Linked DNA regions of Mus musculus: region 1 is linked to region 2. Evidence: chromatin contacts called from public Hi-C data. All regions are on one chromosome and are shown on one strand. The core of a region is the stretch at or near the end of the contact, and the rest is flanking DNA. Distances in the headings are between cores, read along the strand shown. Region 1 overlaps Mirc35hg (microRNA cluster 35, host gene). Region 2 overlaps Nrf1 (nuclear respiratory factor 1).

Region 1 (6,977 bases), core at 224-2,723, 67 kb before region 2:
TTGTGTTGAAAGGAGACTTTTGTTACCCTGAGGTGCCTTTCTAGGCATCTTGATCTGAATTTGAATTGCGGATGGTTTTCCTTGACTGAACTGCTTTGCTATGCCTGACTGACTCTCTTCTTATCTCCTAAAGGACTTCCGGAGTGAATTCCACAACTGTAAATAATGTTCCACCATCCAGTCTGTCCACCTGAGAGCTTCAGACTCAAACTAGAGTTCATCACACTGAGTGTCCTCCGAGGACGGCAGGTCCTGGAGTGTTGGGTGCAAGGAGCGTCAACCTCATGCACGGCTCTCGTCTTGGTCCAGAACCTCCGGCATTGGCAAGGGAGGGAAAGGGATGGGAAAAATCTTTAAGCGCTTCACTAAGACCAAAGGAAAGAGCAGCACTGACTTTCTTTTTTTTTTTTATTTTTTTATTTTTTTTTTTGTTTTTTCGAGACAGGGTTTCTCTGTATAGTCTTGGCTGTCCTGGAACTCACTTTGTAGACCAGGCTGGCCTCGAACTCAGAAATCCGTCTGTTTCTGCCTCCCAAGTGCTGGGATTAAAGGCGTGCGCCACCACCGCCCGGCAGCACTGACTTTCTTGAGGGTCTTAGATGTATCCAAGGCTTCCTGGAACAGGTTTTGCAGTGCCTGCTTCTAGGTTGGTGTGTCTCCTGAGAATCTGGGCTCTGATGCAGGAAGAAATTTTTGTCCTCACCGCATCTCCCGGCAAAGGAGGAAACCCCTGCATCATTTCTTGTGGCAACCATTTCAGAAGGACCGCTGCCTGGCTCACCATCTTTGTCCCCTTCAGCCTTCCCCCCTAGAGTTACAACCTGGGAACAGGCACTTGGGAGTTTAGCCCTTCTCAGAGTATCTTTGCAAAGGAGTTTTTGTTTGGTTGGTTTTTGTTACAATGTTTCCTGTCTTGTGTGAACCAGTGACACCATTTATTTGCCCAGACCATAATTCCACCCAGGTTGACCCAAGCTGGCAAATGTGTGGCCTCCTCTGGACCCTGGCTTCTCACTCATGTATTACCCTTTTAAATGTCATTGTATACATCTTTTATGGAACCTGCTTCAAGTCATTCTTCTTAAGTATTTAAAAGTAGCCTCTTCCTGGAAAAATAAAACTGTTCTAAGATTGGGTTGTGATGGTGAATGCCTTTACCACGCACCAACAAGTGAGCACTGTGCTCAACAGTACCCAGTGAGATGAGCCTTCCTGTCAGTAAAATGTAAGAGCTTAGAGGGATGGTGCTAACGGGGCACGCTGTTATAAAGACCACCCTGAGTTACTGATGATAGAGCCCACAGGCTCTAGTTGGTTATCAAGCTCCGTGCTCCCTGGTGCTCTTGTCCTCGACACTTGTCTGCTTCTGGGTTTGGACTGGGTGTGAGCTACAGGTCGCCACTGATCAGGTCACAGTGGGCACGTAACAGACCGAGGCAGGCTTCCCAGCTGGCCGCTGAGCTCACTGAAGCCTCCGACTGTAGCAGATGGGATGAGGAAGCCTGGCCACCAGCAGGATTCAACCCTTCACACATGAGGCAGTCCTGCCATCCTGCCCTTCTGTCTTAGCTGGATGGCAGGGTCCGTGCTGGGTGTTGAGACTGATCAGACAAGGGCACAATGAAGCCTGGCCGAGTGCTCGGCAGAGGGTCTACCCTGGCCCACTGCAGAGAGTGCTCACGAGCTGTAATGCCAGGACAGGAGCCAGCTCAGTCACAGCTGGGGAAGAGCTTTGGAAGTGATGCCTGCTGGTGGCCCTGGGCCTTTCCCTGCCTCTGGATAGGACTTTCAAAAACAACAACAATCCAATTTATTTTATTTGTATTTGTGTGTGTGTGTGTGTGTGTGTGTGTGTGTGTGTGTGTCTACCCTGGAGCTGGAGTTGCAGGCAATTGTAGCCCTGTAATTGAACCTCTGCAAGAACAGTAAGTGCTTCTAACTGCTGAGCCATCTCTCTAGCCTCTCCTAAGGATGTCCTCAAAGCTAACACTGCCTTCCACCCAGGTCTTAGACCCAGCTGACCTCACAATCCTATGACTGTCCAGACTCAGCTTGGCCTCCTTGTTTGATGCCTGTTGAGTTTTGTTGCTTAAGTGGGTTTTGGCGCATGTGCTAGATTGCAACAAGGCGTCTTGGACCTTGCAGGATTATGAATTCAATCGTTGGGTTTTTTTTTTTTTTTTTTTTTTTAACATGAAACTACTTAACAGTGTTACCACTGCTTTTCTGTTTGCTTTGTGGGAAAATGTTGAAGAAACCTGGCTGGCTGGGGTTCCCTATATTGTCTGATTTAGAGACCACTGGAAACCGAGTGTGCTGGATCCAGCTCCTGTCGATGCATGTGTGTGCCGAGGAGCTCATGATGAAAGGCTGCCGCTGAGGGAAGCCTTGGACAAGGACCATGGTGCAGTCACAGGCCTGGCTCAGAACAAGCTGGACCACCCACAGGAGAGGCTGAGCTCAAGGCTCCCCTCGTCTACAAAGCAAGTTCTAGGCTAGCCTGGGCTATAAAGAGACCCTGCCTCAAAGTTAAAAGGCAAACCAACATAGGTTTTATACAGAAACCTAATTTATCTTCTTTCTTCTCTCTGAGGGCCAGCATACACTGTAAGGCTGCTGGGGACAGTCATACACACGTGGGCTTTGGGGAAGTTGCTGAGTCTCCGTTGCCACAGCTTTAAGCTGGGCCTCCTTCCAGGCTGGAAAGGTTGGGACTCCGAGTAATAAGGTCTTAGACAGCACAGTGCAGAGCCCTTTAGTACCTAGTAACTTTTTTCTTAGGACCAAGGTTTCTTTGTGTAGCCTTGCTGTAAAGCTGCCTGGCCTGGACCTCAGATCCATCTGCCTCATGAGTGCTGGAAAAGGCGTGTTGCACCACTGACTAGGCCCCTCCTCCTCCCTTTTAAAAACATTTCAATTAGTTATTTTTTATGATTAACTTTATGTGCACTGGTGTTTCTTGCCTGCCTTATGTCTGGATGAAGATGTCAGATCCCTTGGAACTGACAAGTTATAAGTTACCACGTGGGTGTTGGGAACTGAATGCTGGGGCCTCTGGAAGAGCAGCCAGTGCTCTTAGCCGCTAAGCTATCTCTGCAGCTCCATTACTTAGTACTTAGTAACTTGGTAACTGTTAGCATCTTTGGGTTTTTTGTTTGTTTTTTGTTTTTCAAGACAGGGTTTCTCTGTATAGCCCTGGCTGTCCTGGAACTCACTTTGTAGACCAGGCTGGCCTCGAACTCAGAAATCTGCCTGCCTCTGCCTCCCGAGTGCTGGGATTAAAGGCGTGTGCTACCACGCCTGGCTAGCATCTTTGGTTTTTAAGACAGGTCTCAGTGTAGCTCAGACTGTCCTTAGTAGCCTTTTTTTTTTTTTTTTTTTTTTTTTTTTGGAGACAGGGTCTCTCTCCATAGCCCTGGCTGTCTTGGAACTAGATGAGGCTGGCTTTAAACTCACAAAGATCCCCCTGCCTCTGCCTCCCAAATGCTGAGATCAAAGGTGTGTGCCACCACGCCCGGCTCACTATTCATTTCTTCAAGGGTATACATAAGTTCAGAAAAGATTTGAGAACCAGTGAATTAATCACTTAATGACATTTTGAGAAGGCTTTTTCACGCTAGAGGGCTGCCTAGCGTGAAAGTATCTCTCCCAAACTGTCTCCTCCTCCTGGCAATGCTGCATCAGCCTCCCAAGGGCTGGGATTATGCACGTGGGGCATCACACCTGGTTAATTTGACAACAGCCCTCCCTTCAATGGCTGTGCTGGGTATTGAACTTGGGGGCCTTGCAAATGCTAGGCAGGTAATCTACAACAAATTCTATCCTCAGACTCACTGACAATTTCATCTGCAAGTGCATTAAAGCTTGGACACCCCACCCCAAACAGCTAAGCCACTTAAAAGTAAAACCGAAGGCTCTGCGCTCCACAGGTCCCCACCTCAAGGACATGAAGTAGTATTTCTGCACAGGTCCTAGGCTTGCCTGCCCAGGTTGGTGTCCTGGTTCTGTCTTTTGCTGACAGGGGGATCTTGGTCAGGTAACTTGGCTTCTTTGTTCCTCATTGCTCAGGATGATGGCGCTTCACATAGCCTCAATTGGAGGGTAGCCTAAAGACCGGTTACTATGATTGCTATAGGAATTCTCTAATTGTGGGAAAGCCAGAGCTAGGAGTGCCCGGGGACAGGGTTCCCCCCACCCCATCTCTGCAGAGGATACGACCCCCCCCTTTCCCTACTCTGGAGAATTAAATTACAGGCCCTTGCACTAAAAACAAAACAAAACAAAAAACAAAACAAACAAAAAAACTAGCAAACAGCTCAATGGTCTTCAGGGGGGAGGGGCGCCAATGAAGGAGCTTCGGCCCTCCACTTTGCTTCAGTGCACTCAGCCCTGCTCTATCTATCCCACCCCCTTCCTCCTGCTGCTGCTAGCCCAGAGGTTCTCAGCCCCCCTAACGCTTGGACCCTGTGACACAGTTCCTCTTACTGTGAGGGCGGGGTGGGCATGTGTATGGGGATGGACCCTGCTCTACAATGAAGCTGGGTTTCTTCTTGATAGGCACCCACCTACCCTGGGTTGTGCCTGAGCTATTCTTCCAGAGATCTCCTTAGCTTGGTCATGGGAGTGTAGGTGACTCCAGGAGTCACAGCACCACCAGGGGACACCTTGAGCTGCAAGGTCACCAAGCATTCCTAGACTGGCAGGCTTCTGTGAATCCGGTGGTGAGCTACATGGTGGATCCTTGTATCTACCACACTTATACTGCTCCGACCCTAGCAGGCCTCAGCACACGGAGCTGTAAGGACCTGTCCATGGTCTTCTCTTTCACATGTGCATGCCGGGGGAGTGCTCTGTCCCTGAGCTAAAGTCCTAGCCCCACTCTTCCTTCTCGGAGAACTGCCAAGTTTTAAAAAAACATCTATTCATTTGTGCTTGTATGCATATGTGCACGTGTACAAGTGTCTCGTCACATATGTAGAGGAGGTCAGAGGACAACCCCAGAGAATCAGTTCCATCCTGTGTGAGCTTCAGGAATTCAACTCTGGTCATCAGGCTTTTTGCCTGCCAAGCCACCGCACAGGACCATGCCAAACTTTATTTACCTGGGACATGCTAATATTCATGAATCTAACGTAATAGACCCTCAGGTCAGATCCATCTGACAAGATAGTTTGGTATGCCTGGATGTTTTATGCTGCTAATAAAATCAGATTTCATATAAAAACCTGACTTCTCCCATTTGCTGGGAATTTTGAAGGCAGCAAAGCCCATTTGTCTTTGGGAAAGGTGCCCGTCAGACAGCTGTTTGCCACTTTGTCTCATGCCCACCTCTACCCCACTGCGTCTCTTACTCACTGGACTTAGGTGGCTCTCCCTGGTCAGCTGCTTGGGGAGAAGTGACAGAGAAGCCATGCGCCAGCCCCTCGGGAGCCACAGCTCACGAGCTCTTGGGAAGGCACGGTCTGGGTTTGGCTTGTAAACCAAGGGAGCTAGCAGCAAGCATCCCGGGAAGGCTGAGTAGGAGGGTCTCTAGAGAAGCTGTGCTCTGCGCAGCCGCAGTCATTCCTTCCTGGCACATCCTCCCTGGTGAACGTGGATGGCGGTGTACCATCTATATAAAAAGGGATAGAAGCTGGTACTTGACAGTACTGAGCCAAGGCTAAGCCCCAAGGGAAACCGCATCCTCATTCGATGACTATAATCCCATCAGCCGGAGACATCTACAAACAAAAATGGCAGAGAAAGGCACTCAAGGGGAAGATGAGGCACAGCTCTTGAGGAGACATAGAGGCCGTGGGAAGGGCCCGAGTTAGGGCGTGGTGGGATCCAGCTGTGACACACACATTAAAACAGTGAGTGTGGTGTGTGTGAAACCAAGAAACAAGGATGCAGATAGCAACACAGGGCTTGGACCTTCTGCTCTGAAGACATTTCCTGCATCAAACACACTCACTCACTCACTTGGGAAGCCCTTTTAAGATGCAGGGGTCACCAAGGTCTTTTAATATGGTGCCAAATAAACACCTAAAACAGATTTCAGAGTAGAACCTTCAGACCACCTTGAGGCTTTCTGAAGTGCGACTGTTCCAGAGACCTGGTATACAGAAGACAGACATCCTCAGGCCTGGTGGGCTCACCCAGCACTCGGGAGCGGACAGGTCTCCTCCCTCCTGGAGTTCCTAGAGCGTGGTCCAGGCTAGAGACCTCTAGTGCATGTCTTTTGTAAAGGACAATGAGCCACACCCCAAAAGAGCCCTGTAGCCCAAGTGGCCAAGGCTGCTAGAGAGAGGGGCACTTTTTGTCGCCACATTAAACTATTTATTGAATGAGGCAGTTTAGACAGAATGGAGAACAACACAGATTCCATGCTCTGCTGCTGGGATCTTGCTTTTATCTTCTTGGCAATTTCTCAAACTATCGGGAGGCTTATTTCACCACAAAGGAACACGGGCCTTAAAGCCCCTGGACAGCTTCACAGTTTAAAAAAAAAAAAAAAGTAACCAATTGTAGAACCAGGACATTGATATGCAAATTTCCCACCCCTCCCTTATCACATACAGAAAAGAACATACAAAGAACATTGAATAGTTTTATATAAAACAAGCAAATATAAGAATTGGAAACTTTTCTCAAAGGCTGAGCAAGACATGAAGAATCTTTTAATGTCTCATTAAAAAACAAAAAACCAAAAACACCACATTAAATACACTATCACGCACGGGAGAGGGCTGGCAGGAAGGAGGAAGAGTCCCTGCACGCCAGGAGTGGAGATTTGGCTTGTCAAGACATCAGATGAATGAGCCACGGGAGACTCAGGGCTTGTGGCTGGAAAGCACAGAAGCTCACAGTGACAATGACTGCTCAGTGCAAGCCACACTGTGAGCAGGAAAGCTGTCCCAGGCCTGTGCCGCCAGGATGTGCCTGGGAAAAGTCCTCACAGAGTCTTCTGACACATCTGTGACGGCCAGCCTTTGCGC
Region 2 (7,271 bases), core at 4,683-7,182:
AGTACACCCTTATATGGCCTACTGTCTGCAACTCCAGGTTTAAGGGTCTAATGCCTCTGGTTTCCTCAAGAGCACATAGACCCATGCAGGCACACAAAACCCTCTTCTGACCAATGTGGGCACCAGGCATTAACATGGTACACATACATATACAGGCAAAATACTCATACACATAAAATAATTAAATTAGAATTTTAAAATAAGAAGATTCAAATTATAACAATATCTTCAGTAAAATTATCTAAAACTCATTATCTACTTTAGAACTCTGCATCTACTGTTTTTGGACCTCTGAGGTGACTAGCCTCAGAAAGCAAACCCTCCAATAAAGTGAGAGACCAAGCTAGAAGCAGCTCAGGGACTAGCCTCTATTTCATAGTACCACAGAAAATCTGCAGCAGTTCTTGAATGAATGGTTGATATTCACCACCTCCAATCCTCTCTCCACTCTTCATGTAGCTCAGGCTAGCTCAAAGCCAATGACCTGCCTAGCTCAGTCTCTTGAGTGCTAGGATTACAGATATGCCCTAACCATGCCTTGAACCTGTGGCAATCCTCCTCCACCCCAGCTTCCCAAGAGCTGGGATCACAAGCACAAACCAGCTTGTGATGTGCTGGGGTTTCCTCTACTCCTGTAATCATTGCTCTCATGCTCTCCCTGGCTGCTTTTTAAAAATGACTACTTTGACTGGGTGTGGTAGTGGACACATTTAATCACAGCACTCAGGAAGCAGCAGGCAGAGCTTCATGAGTTTCAGGCTAGCCTGATCTATATTGAATTCTAGGACATTCAGAGCAACATAGTGAGACCCTGTCTCAAAAATAAAAAGTAAGTAAGTAAGTAAATAAATAAATAAGTAACTGACTACCTTGGTTGCTAATAACTCCCTCTGCCTGAAATGTTCTTTAGACATGAGCACAGTTATTTATTCAATTCCTCCCTGCTCTGGGCAAAGGCTGCTCCTTCAGAAGGCTTTCTCAGACCATTCTTAGAATAGAGAAACAACTATGTTCTTTGATGTCCAGAAATATTTTTTCTAATTTCTTTTCTACCCACAATACTTACTCTCATTTAGTATTGAATGAAAAAAGAAAGAGAAGGAAAGAAGAGATCTGCTCCTAGGTGTGGTGGAGGAGAAACTCTATTGTACATAAAAGGGAGAGCACAGCCAGAGGCAGACAGAGTGGGCGTGACCCTGAGCCGTGTGAGGAGGCAGGTAGGGGAGAGGAGCTGCTAACCAAGAGGGGTAGCCTGGCCTAAAGAGACTGATCAAGAGAGTGGCACAGCTAAAATGGCTGGATTATATAGAGAAGGGCAGCCCAATCCCTGGGCTGCAGAAGTTTACGTAGGGGGCTATAAGTTTACGTAGCCAGCTATACCCTGTTAAGGGATGCTGGGAAAACCGGAAGGCCAGGTCTGTTTTTCAATGTTAAATAGGCACCTTAGCCATTGTACCATGGTTTGAGACCTAACAAATATAATGTCTGTTTACTTTCTCTCTCTTTCAGAACATAAACTTTTTAAGGTCCTTTGTTGCTCAGTGTCCCACTATCTAGATAGAGTGCTGCCTGAACATAGCAGGTGCAGGTTTCCTGGATGAACCAAGTGTCGTTAGACATCTCCCTTTTCCTTCCTTATTTTAAGACTCTGTCTCACTATGGAGCTTCGGTGGGCCTTGAACTCACAGAGATCCCCGTCCCTCTAACTCCCAGATGCTCGGATCAAAGGTTTGAACCACACCGCTGGCCAGTGTTATACATGTATTACATCCTATTTTCTGGATTTTCATCGATTTACTTTTACGGGAGTGATTCCAAGTCTAAACCTGTTATCAAATACTCCATGCCAGTGTCTTGAGGAATCCAGAAAAGAACGTTCTAGCTCTTGACATCCACAGAGGAAGCATGTGAAGAAAGACAAGATGGGGTAAGGCAGCCCTCACCGAAGCAAACGTGTCTGCTGTCTCTTTCGGATAGATGGATTAGACTCAAACACATGAGGCCGTTTCCGTTTCTTCCCTGTTGCCACAGCAGCAGCAGCGGCCATTCCCACAGGACCTGAAATAATAAGTATGTGGTGAGATTAGGCAGGAGACTGCAAGGGTAGGAGACAGACAGCAACACACTGTCAGTGAAAACAGAATGTTTGCACTGTGATCAGTGTTCTTCTCTATTGTTTCCCATGAACCATATACATTTATAGTCAGTCTTTAAGAAGCAAAAGGCTTCTTCTACCTTCCTGCCAAATACTGTCTTGAATTTTGTACAATGCTGTTGCTGTTTTACCAGCATGCCCACACTCTTAGAACAGTGCCGCAAAGGGACCAGAAAACACTACAGCATTGAGAGAAAGGACGACCACAATGAGACAAGTGCAGGGCTTCACACTGCACTTCTGGCTCCATGGTCCTTCCACTGCTTCAAGACTAGCAAATTAAGGAACTGGGTGACTTTGAGCGACCACACGGAAGAACTAAACCAGACCGTGTGCCAAGGATCCTGGCCAAGGAGATGAACATTTCCTTAGTTCAACCAAAAGAAAAGAAAAAAATTTTTTCAATAAAAGCTGAGACCAATGCATACAAGTCTTGGGGTTGTTTGAATGGGTAAGTCTAAGTAATTCCTTACTACTCACTTTTGATAGCAATGGGTTAGCATCAAAGACAGCATGTCACTTTATCCTTTCCTGCCAGCCCATAAAAGGCTTAGATACAAATTAAACTGCTAACATTATATTCACGTGCATATTCTAAATAGGTGAACTGCAGCAAGCCTTTCTGTCTGCAGGCTGCTCAGTGCTATCATGTCCTTGCTGAAGAGAGACCCTCTAAAAGACCCCCAGATCAAGCACAAGTCAGAGGCTGGCTCGCTTTCTACCATAGAGATATGGTAGAGATTTTTTTCCTTCTTCCAGAGTCTCAGTACATAACGCAGACTAGCATGGAATCAAAGTGATCCTCCTACCTCTGCTCTCAGTGCTGGGATTATAGGTACCTTGTACCCAACTATCACATGAAAATCTTAAGCCCCGACATTATTGCCCCTGACATTTTATTATAAAACTGTGGCAATATTTTAACATAAGATCCATCTCTGAATAAAATTTTGTGCACAAAACAGTATTAATTCCATCCACCATGCACAGATTTCTATAACTTATCTGTCTTATATAACTGAAAGCTTCCCTCCTTTTCAGGTTTTTGAGATAGAGTCTGTTGGACAGGCTGACCTTAGAATCATAAAGGAAGCAAGGATAACCCTGAACTCCTGCTCCTCCGGCTGCCTCCTGGGATTAGCGGTATATACTATCATTCCCTGCTTGCCTGCCGTCAGGCCTGCCTTCTCTCCCTGCTTCTGGACTTCCTTTCTCTTTTCTTTTCTTTCCTCCTCCTGCTCCGGTGCATCCTAGGCAAGAATTGTGGCTCTAGCACTAGTGACTCCTGCTAAGCTCCATCCCAAGCCTTGCAACGATTTGCTGACAGTAATTCCCTACACCTCCTTCCCACAGCCCTGGAAACCATACCACATGTTTCAGTCCCCCACAGAAGTGCAATTATACTGTATCTGTCCTTCTGTGGCTGGGCTGTTTATGTTAGTATAATGTCTTTAAGGTTGATCTACGCCGGGTGGTGGTAGCACACGCCTTTAATCCCAGCACTTGGGAGGCAGAGGCAGGCGGATTTCTGAGTTTGAGCCCAGCCTGGTCTACAGAGTGAGTTCCAGGACAGCCAGGGCTACACAGAGAAACCATGTCTTGAAAAACAAAAAAAAAAAAAAAAAAAAAAGAGAGAGAGAGAAAGAAAAAAGGTTGATCTACACTGTCACATGTAGCAAGATTTCCCCTTCTGAATGGTGTGTCAGTGTGTGTGTGCGTTTGCTACTGTGTACAGGGCATCAAACAAAACAACAAAAGACCAAACAGAGGTAAGACAATTTAGAAGATACTAAGCATAGGCCTTATCCTGTCACATGTTATCTTGAAGGTTAAGTTACTAAGACTGGGACTGGATCCTGAGACACAAACTCCTATCACTGAACTGCAATGATCCTATGTCAGGAGACAAGGGTGAGAAGAGTAGGCTATCAAAGATCTGGTGCTCACTGTTCACATGGAGAAATACATTTTGGCTATGGACAGTCAGCTGTTTGAACCAATACTAGTTAACAAACACCCACCTGATGAGGAAGGACAGGTGAGACCGCACATAGCAAACACGGGGACAGAAGTTAAGAGTGCCTGCTCTAACATACCAGAGTAGTGCCTGGCTTGGCAAATTCCAATAAGCTGAAAATATGCCTATCTTCAGACCCTCAACTACTCTCCTGGACACATCTTCAAGTATGTTTGTCAAGAGCACTTGTAAAAATCTAAGCACTAGAGGGATTGGGGCAGAAGGACTGAGAGTTCAGGCCAGCTTGAGCTACATAGCAGAAGCCTGTCTCTTGAGCTGCACAAACGGGTCAGTGGTTAAGAGCACACGCTGCTCTCGCAGAAGACTGGTGTTCAGCCCCACTTACATTCCCAGCACCCACGCAACCCCAACTCCAAGGAAGCCACTGGCCTCTTCTGGCTTCTGCAGGCAGTGGACTCCATCCTCCCATATACATAAGTGAAAATAAGAGCAAAGTAGTTGAAGAATACCCTTTCAAAAAGAAATTCCACCAAGTTTTCCTTTTTTCCATGAAGCAAATGGTAACCCTTTGGTAGTTTATCGAGTATTTTTCTAGTAAAACAGAATAAAGCCAGAGTGAATTAGAACATCAGGAAAAAAAAATCAGAATATATCACTTGTAATGAAGGTATTACTGAATGAAAAAGGCCAAGCGCCCTGTGCACAGTGCACACACATGCGTGTTCCTAAGGTGCTAGCCAGCCAGAAGGTTCCAGAGGTCTGCCTGTCTCTCCACAGTGTGGAACTGTAATGCCAGCCACCACGCCCAGCTTCTTCTCTGGGTTCTGGAGATCAGACTCAGGCCCTCATGCTTGCACACCAAGCACTTTGCTAAGTGAGCCGGCTCCCGGGCCCTCCTGAATTTATTTTTCCATTGAGAATCAACACTGATCAAGAGTTGTCTTAACTGAAGAGAATTAGAACCATTTTTGATAGGTAACCTGGCATGAATTGACTGATACTGACTTTTCTGAGTTGTCTTTTAGGTGTGTCCATACTATAGACTAGTCCTCAGAAAAAAATTCTCTAGCAAGCAACAAATGTGACAGGTCAGGATCAATCATGACTGATGAATTAATGAGGGCTCTCGGACACCTCTGCAAGATTCTCTTGTTTACTGTGAGTGTAAGCGTGTATGCCTCACACTGAGCAGCCTCTGCAAGCTTGCATCCTGCAGAGCCCCTAAGCCCTGTGCAGTCGGTCACACTTATGCCAGCCCTCTGTACTGTCTTCTTCTGCCTCACAAAGCTCAGCCACGATGGCCTCCTTCCCTTTTCATCTCAAAGTCCCTTGCCTGTGACACGTCCTCTGTCTGATGTCCTCTCCTCAACATTTGCCTGCACTGATACTACGGCTGGTGGCCTGACAGCTCCTTCAAAGTAAGCCGTTTTAGTCAAAGACTCTATACCTTGCAGTATATCAAATTACAATTCCTTAGTAGCAACTCACTAGAGATTTGAAGGGCCTCTATTTTTATACTCGACAAATGAAAGACTTTAGTCCTTTTCTGTTCTTTTCTTCACTGCTCATTTTTGAGATAAGGTCTGTGTCGTCTAAGTTGCTATGGAATACCTGGGCTCAAATGTTCCCCCTGCCTCAACCCCCTGGGTAGTTGGGACTACAGGCTCATGCCATTATACCTAGCCAGCTCTAGTCTTTGTTTAGTGATGTTGGGAGCTGAACCCAGGGCCTCACACGTGCTAGGCAAGTGCTCAACCTCTGCATCACGGTCTCAGCTTTCATCATCCTCACACCATAGCAACGCAGCACAGTACAGTAGCAAAGCAAAGCCATGTCTCAAAAGCATCTTCCTTCATAGGAAAGAAGTTGTCCTGGGTTCATTATGTTAGGATGCCCTCTTCTGGGAAGTATAAAAATCTCACAAAATATATGTTACAAACATTTAAACACATGGCTAGCTAAGCACGTGCTTTACCACTGAGCTAGATTCCCAGCCCCTCCATTAGTTTCTAAGTTCAACATTCCAAAAATAGTATTGTGAATAAGTGATGGTACGAGATTATTACACGATTCTCTTCACCTTAAGTAAATACAACATATATACTTTATTAATGTAGTGCTTCGGCCATTCCTGACTGCTGTCCTGCCCAGCACTATACCCACCCAGACATGGTTTATATGTCTAAATACATACTATAAATGGAATAATACAAAACACAGCCAGCTTTAAGTCTCTTAGTATTGTGAAAAACTTAAAAGCCTGAGACAATTAAGGATCATTCTTGGTATCTAGCAGAAGCAAACAGAAACCATGTGCAGCATCATATCATAGACCCCAAATAATTTTTAAAATTAATTTCCAAACACATCACAGAATGGTCATTTACATTTAACCAGTATATGAAGAGAATAGTCAACACAAAAAAGAACTGTCAGTAACATGGATGGTAGACAGATCCACAAGCCCCTCAGAAAGAAGAACTAACAAACAAACGAACAGTAAAATCACATGGTTATCTGTGGAAATCTAAAATCATAATAGTAATAAATTTCCACACAAACTGGAACTTACAGTGCAAATCCGAACAGGTGGAGAAACCCACTCTCATCAGAAAGTCTAATGAGGGCTATATTAGGGCTGAAGGACACTGTTCAGGGTAGGACTCTGGTCTCGCATGTGAAACTCTAGGGTTCGTTCTAGCACAAAGGGAATAAAACCCATACTAGGAAAAACTTTTAACCTTAAAAATATTAAAATCTAAATGTCAGTCCTTACATTTAATGTAAATATAATACATACTCTAGTTAACCAGACTGTGAGAATGGAAGAAAACCAACGCCGTAACACTAGTAGTAAGGGACCCCAAACTCAACTCTCATAGAACAGGCTAAAGTTGGAGGTGCAGGCTTAAAAATTGTGATGAAGGGCTTGGGATGTTGCTCAGTGGTAGAGTACTTGCCTAGTATATGCGAGGCCCTGGGTTTGATCCCCAGCACTGAAAAAAAAACAAAACAAAAAACGATGAAAAGAAATGAGAGAGTGCTAGAATTCCAGGCTCCTTCGATAGGCATGAACCCACAGTTAAGGAAAGAAGCAAACTTCTAGCACAAACATTACCTGCAGCAGCCAGATGGGCA

The links. A called contact is a pair of places that touch in the nucleus more often than the background predicts.
Region 1: a Hi-C map of rod photoreceptor shows a contact between it and region 2, with 2.3 times the contacts expected there. The contact joins two enhancer-like sites. A contact is called at or near these places in 11 of 39 promoter capture datasets (the 3T3-L1 cell line, 3T3-L1-derived adipocytes, the HPC-7 cell line and 7 more), 9 of 484 Hi-C or Micro-C datasets (the 3T3-L1 cell line, the Ba/F3 cell line, the HPC-5 cell line and 6 more), 4 of 115 datasets of contacts at active chromatin or transcription factors (the HPC-7 cell line, embryonic stem cells and fetal liver) and 4 of 9 other capture datasets (adipose tissue, embryonic stem cells, liver and 1 more).

The regions. Positions count from the first base shown.
Region 1 is chr6:30,152,782-30,159,758 of GRCm38.p6, reverse strand. It overlaps Mirc35hg (microRNA cluster 35, host gene), which reads left to right. Exons shown (of 2, transcript NR_126540.1): 2 at 134-1,119. Nrf1 (nuclear respiratory factor 1) reads right to left here. Exons shown (of 12, transcript NM_001164226.1): 12 at 6,301-6,977. Among named protein-coding and RNA genes, the nearest start is that of Mir182, 9.7 kb to the left of the region's middle. Within about 2 kb of position 1,473, at least 13 of the 459 cell types and tissues checked have an H3K27ac peak or open chromatin away from gene starts, as enhancers often do. A contact at or near this core is called in rod photoreceptor, where this site is marked.
Region 2 is chr6:30,090,127-30,097,397 of GRCm38.p6, reverse strand. It overlaps Nrf1 (nuclear respiratory factor 1), which reads right to left. Exons shown (of 12, transcript NM_001164226.1): 3 at 7,252-7,271; 4 at 1,944-2,058. Among named protein-coding and RNA genes, the nearest start is that of Nrf1, 46 kb to the right of the region's middle. Within about 2 kb of position 5,932, at least 11 of the 459 cell types and tissues checked have an H3K27ac peak or open chromatin away from gene starts, as enhancers often do. A contact at or near this core is called in rod photoreceptor, where this site is marked.